Regions from separate parts of the Mus musculus genome. Here region 1 is linked to region 2. Evidence: chromatin contacts called from public Hi-C data. All regions are on one chromosome and are shown on one strand. Each heading gives the region's core, a stretch centred on a gene start, on an enhancer-like site or on the middle of the called end of the contact. The rest is flanking DNA. Distances are from core to core; before and after follow the strand shown. Region 1 overlaps Enkur (enkurin, TRPC channel interacting protein). Region 2 has its middle 100 kb from the start of Enkur.

What was found. Hi-C and Micro-C count contacts between places; a contact is called where the count stands out from the background.
Region 1: a Hi-C map of the 3T3-L1 cell line shows a contact between it and region 2, with 4 times the contacts expected there. The contact joins two enhancer-like sites. A contact is called at or near these places in 1 of 39 promoter capture datasets (the 3T3-L1 cell line), 17 of 484 Hi-C or Micro-C datasets (the 3T3-L1 cell line, the HPC-7 cell line, the N1E-115 cell line and 11 more) and 4 of 115 datasets of contacts at active chromatin or transcription factors (embryonic stem cells, fibro-adipogenic progenitors and heart atrium).

Annotation. Positions count from the first base shown.
Region 1 is chr2:21,181,653-21,184,352 of GRCm38.p6, reverse strand. All of the region lies in intron 4 of Enkur (enkurin, TRPC channel interacting protein), which reads left to right. Among named protein-coding and RNA genes, the nearest start is that of Enkur, 22 kb to the left of the region's middle. Within about 2 kb of position 1,357, at least 43 of the 459 cell types and tissues checked have an H3K27ac peak or open chromatin away from gene starts, as enhancers often do.
Region 2 is chr2:21,101,762-21,104,461 of GRCm38.p6, reverse strand. It overlaps the pseudogene Gm13377. Among named protein-coding and RNA genes, the nearest start is that of Enkur, 100 kb to the left of the region's middle. Within about 2 kb of position 1,266, at least 3 of the 459 cell types and tissues checked have an H3K27ac peak or open chromatin away from gene starts, as enhancers often do.

The sequences.
Region 1 (2,700 bases), core at 108-2,607, 80 kb before region 2:
GGTGCCTGTGGAGGTCAGAGAGGTGTTGGATCTCCTACAACTGAGTTATAGATAGTTATGAGCCGCTGTGTGAGAACTGGGAAACACACCGTGGCCTTTTAGAAGAGCAGCCAGTCCTCTTAACTTCTGAGCCCTCTCTGCAGACCCTGAGAAAAGCTTTGCTTTCATGTATCCTGACTCTCAATCATTGGGCTCATTTACAGTGCTGTTGCAGTCCTGTTGCCTCTGCTGATGTCCTCAAGTATTTCCCACACATCTTCCCCAGTCACTGCGAAGCTTCGGGTCTTACCTTAAGATCCCTTCTATGCATTTTGAACTGATCTGAGTAGTTTCATTGCACACTCAGAAATTCCATTTTTTTCAGCCCCGTGTTTTGAAAATACTCTCTCTTTCTCAATGTGTCTTTTTTTTTCTTTTTTGACACCTTTGTCAAGAATTCAGTGGTTATATCTCTGTGGGTTTATTTCTGGGTCCTCTCTTTTATTCCATCAGTTTGCATATCTGCATTTAAGCCAGTACCAAGCTGTTTTTGTTACTGTAGCTCTCTAATATAGTCTGAAATCAGGCATTGAGAGTCCTCCAGCATCACTCTTTTGATAAGAATTGCTTTGGCTATTGAAGGCCCTTGAAGATTAGAAACTGACACTTACATATGTTCTGGGGTGGAGGCAGGGTCAGTTGAACTAGTGGACTCCCTTCCTTTCCCAGCTTTACACTGCTGCTGAGTCAATACTGAGAAACCAGATGTTCACCAGGTCTGTCTTTACTTTGGTGGCTTTACTCTTCTTCTCAGGAATCTTTGCTGGCCACATGTAACTTTTCAGCCTGTGGGCCAGGCAATTGTCTCATCCTTTACATACATGCTGTACTGCATCCCTGTGATAGCTAGTGTTCTAGCTGGAGATGTCTCCCAAACGTGAAGATCTCTCCCAAATGTCTTGGGAGTGTGAGAAGCAATCACAGCACTGCGATCTGCTCAAGCAGAAACTGTCTTTATACTTGCAAGAACTCTTGAGTACTAACTGCCATGTTGGAGGGAAGCAGCTCTTAGGTATACAGACCATGCCTGAAACATCAGGTTTCTGGGGCTGTACGGCAGTGCAAGTCAGTAATCATGGTCCAGAGGTTGATCAGACTGCAGAGCGATTCTTTGTTGATTTGTGTCTGTTTCTGGCCTCCAGGGTTAGATTATCCTTCCCCATGCACTTCCCTGCCCAGCTTCCTGTTGTCTACAGCCTGGATTTGTCAGCCTCCAGCCTGCTGGTCTCTACTTCTGCCTCCAGAGACTTCCCACACCCTGACCCTGTGGCAGGCCAAACCAAAGCTGCTAGGCCTGTTCTCACACTTCAAGGAAGCTTGGTTTTTAATAGGATCTTGCTCAAGATGCTGCCTGTTAGTTGCCCTGAGTCACCCAGAATGACACTGTGGGATTTCTCACCATCTCACCAAAATGGAATGACAGCTTGTGAATGCTGCTTTGGACTTGTCCTAATGGTGGGACTGCCTGTTGCCTATGTGGCTCAACTTTTAGAAATGGCATCTGTTTCTTCTTAGCCTACATGACCCAGGTTGGCTTTCTCTTTATTCACATGGCATCTGCTCTTTTGTGGCATCCTTTTGCTTCCTTTGTGGACTTCCAAAGCTTGCTCTTTCTCTCTTGACATGCAATTTACTTTTTCTTTGTGTCTGCACGTATACACACATGTGTACCTGTGTACATACATGCCCAGGCACACTCAGAAATATACATGAGTGTGCATATATGTGCTTTAGAAAGACAAAACTTTTCTAATGTATAAAAAATATTTCCAAACCAACTTATATGTATTCATATGTGGAGGTTAGGGGTCAATGTGGGGGTGACTTCTGTCACTGTCTACCATATTTTTTGAGAAAGGGTCTCCAACTGAACCTGGAGTTTACCAATTCAGACAGGCTGGCTTCTCTGAAAGCTCCTGCTATATCTTCTTATCTCCACCATTACGCCCAGGAGTAGAGTTTGTTACAGACAAGTGTGTAAATAAAATGATCTATGATGAATGAAAAGTGCTGCTTTGTAAAACTTCACTGAATGAATTGAATTTGTAGTTTAAGACCTGTCAGTGGTGCCCCTGGTGTAGTGGAGCGAGAAATGTAGCCAGGCAAAGATGGAAATGGCGTTTATAGCTCCTAAGAGATCCTTAATTTTAAATTTGTTGGTTTTAGAGATCATAAAACATTAACTATGTTATTAAATTAGCATGTGTTCTACATCTAATGACATTCCAACAATGTCTAGAATACATTAACAGGAAGTATGGAGCCCTTGACTATATGGAAGATGATTTAGTCTTTGTAATATATTGAAAAGATATACAAAAAGGTCATTGTAAAATTGAATTTTGGTATTTTTCTTACAATAACATTTTACTAAATAAAATATGAGACCTCCATGTTGAAGAATAAGGATAAAATAGAAACTTCTGAGCAGAGAGGAGGTGAAGGTGGGGGTGGGGTGGTTTGTTGTATGAAGTGTCTACCTTGTGAGCATGGGGAGCTGAGCTTGATCCCCAGCACCCATGTAAGAGTGACAGGCATGGCGACATGTGCTGTGATCTTAGCAGGAATGTGGAAGAAACAGGTAGATCCTGGCAGTGGGGGAGGGGGCAGCAGTGGGAGGGACCACTGGACAGCTAACCTAAGTTCCTGAGTTCCAGGGCT
Region 2 (2,700 bases), core at 17-2,516:
CAGTGATGGAGGCTGAGCTAGGCTTGCTTACAGAGCTAGCTGTACAATGCTTATGGGTCTCATGCCTTAGCTGATCTTTGCTTTGCTGAGAGAGGCACAGCCAAGAACAGCTGCTGGCATTCTTGCTGGTCCCTTCTGCTGACTTGTGCTGAGGCTAAGGCCTGCTTGTTCCTGCTAAGTTGTTCCATGACAGTGTCCGATTCTCCTGAACTGGACTGCTGACATTCCCGTGAAACATTTGCAAGTGGATCGAGCTGCTGCCGCTAACTCCTGTGAATGACCCGCCAATTTCCAGACAACTCAAATGGGAGTTGCTCCAAAGAGCCTTTATAAACAAGTCCATTTTCCCTTTTCTACCTCTGGTGAGTTGTGGGCTAGAAGGGAGGTTAAAGCATTTAAGAACCATCATTAAGAGTAGGGTTTGAAAAAACTAAAGTTACAGCAGACTGTGTTTTGGTACCAAGTTACTGAATGCTTCTGATTGTGGTGTTTTCCCTCGTAAAATAAGGGCAATAAGGAGACCGGATCTCACAAGAAGATAGTTTATGAGTAGTAAATTGGATGCCACAAGGAAAAGCCCCGGTGCTAGATCATCCTAACCTGGGATCAATAAACAAAGTCATTATCATTGGTACTGTCTCAGAGTTAGGCCTGAGAGAGCATCATTTGCGTCATGGTGAGTGTAGCTGAAGAGCAATTCCATGTCCTGGGCCTTATATGAAGCAGAATGGGTCTCAGGGTCATATTTTCTTGATATATTCCTAAACAAAGGTCACTTAACTTTTCTGAAACTCTGCCCTTTAAACCAGCTATCGAATTTGTAAGGTTAGGATTCTCCTGCACCCATGGGAGGCTGGGGCCAGTGAACACCTTGTAGTCTGAGGGTGTTGGCAGGCCAGGAAGAAAATGGTTGCCAGGCACCAAGTGGCCTCAGGCTCACCTTTGTTCTGTTTCGACTCGGGATCTCCTTGGTTTTCACTCTGAAGTCCTGGATGCGTGAGGGCATTGGTTTTGTTCTCGATGGTTCGTGGAACAGAAAGCAGATAGCAACCACCTCAGGAAAAAGCTGTTGAGAGTACATCATGACTTTCTTTCTATTTTCACAGAAACCAAGACCAAATTGGAATCTTTCAGTAGAAATAGTCACATTCCTCATTCTTGAAGAAAATATTTAAAACTTTAGCAAGTCGGTTCAGTGTCCTGAAGTGTTTACTTGAGGCTATTATTAACTTCATTTTCATATTTAAATATATGATTTTGAGTCCTAGACCTATGATTTATTTTTGTCTATCTGGCTTGAAAATTTATAGCTTTAGAGCCCTTGAGCTGAGATGTTCAAGGAACAGTGTGTGGGTTTTGAATTTCAGTTTTTGTATTTCAGTTCATGGTCATTCAATTTATCAACATTAAAAAAAAATTCAGGGCACATGGATATTTCCCAGAAATCTAGTAGTTTCCCCAGGGGAAACATAAAATTTCATTAGTCTCTGAATTTAAAGATCTTCCAGCCCTTTAAAAAATAAGCATGGAAATACTGTTTCTAATGTAGGATTCAGGGAGGGTTGTCCAGGGGCTGAGTTCTGGGCCCTGTGTTAAAGAAAAACAGATTCTGAAACTTGCTTTGGAATCATTGCCCCAAGGGGTTTAGTCGAAAATGAAAATATATTCTAAGAGAGGCATGCTATATCACGTGGGCAGACCTGGAAGGGCCATTTTGGTCCTTCCTAAGTCCCCGGATAAGAGATTTCATGCCTGGCTTGTTGATTCTAACCTCTTGATTGTCATGATCAAAAGAGAATTGTACTAAGCCTGTTATCTGAGCATAAGCATTATGAGTTTAGACCTGACATAAGTTAAAGAGTTTGGAGCCATTGAAATAATAATAATACCCAACAGAGGGATTTATAATTATTGAAAATCACACAATTAATCATCTTATAAACTAGATCAGTACATGTGCAGTTATCTAAGGGATCAAGCGATGAGGAACAGTTAGCACAGTGGTCCCTGATGGTGCCACCCTCTGATCTCTAAGCTAAGATGTGCCTGAGTCAACCAGGGATACTGACAGCTCATCTATTTCTGCAGTTGCTCTGCTAGGTGACTCTGCCTTGAAAGCCGGGCAGCCATTTAAACTGAATTGTTTCCTCTCTAAAGTGCCTTGCATTTTGATGATAAATGGTAGGGAACATTTAGATGTTGTGTTTATATTTTACTTAGTATAGAGACTGTGTTATTCTACAGTGTCAAAATCTGCTTTCAAAACATAGTAAATGGAATCGTCCCCACTTTCGTAATGACCTGGAACTTGGAAATTGGAGCTTTGAAGAGAAGCCTTTGGGGCAAATGGAAGAGCAGCATGGTCTGTAGTTTCAGAGGATGGCAGGGATTCTGTGTTCAGGATGGGATAGACTGCAGGCAGAGGAAGAGAAACCAGATTCAAGGTTGCTGTAGACAGCCGGGTGAGAACTGGTGAGCCAGCATGGAAGGGTGGCAGGGGCTGAGAAGTGTGAGATTGTGTGGTGTCAGCTAGAACAAGGACTGCATGTGAGGGAATAGTGAGAGGTGACATCATAGTTTGGGAAACAGGTACAAATTGGATCAGCTAAAGGTCATGTATCCAAGTACCCATAATGTGCTTATAACTCATTCAAAGAAAAACAAATAACTGAATTTTTTTTTTGTCACCAAGAGTTGACT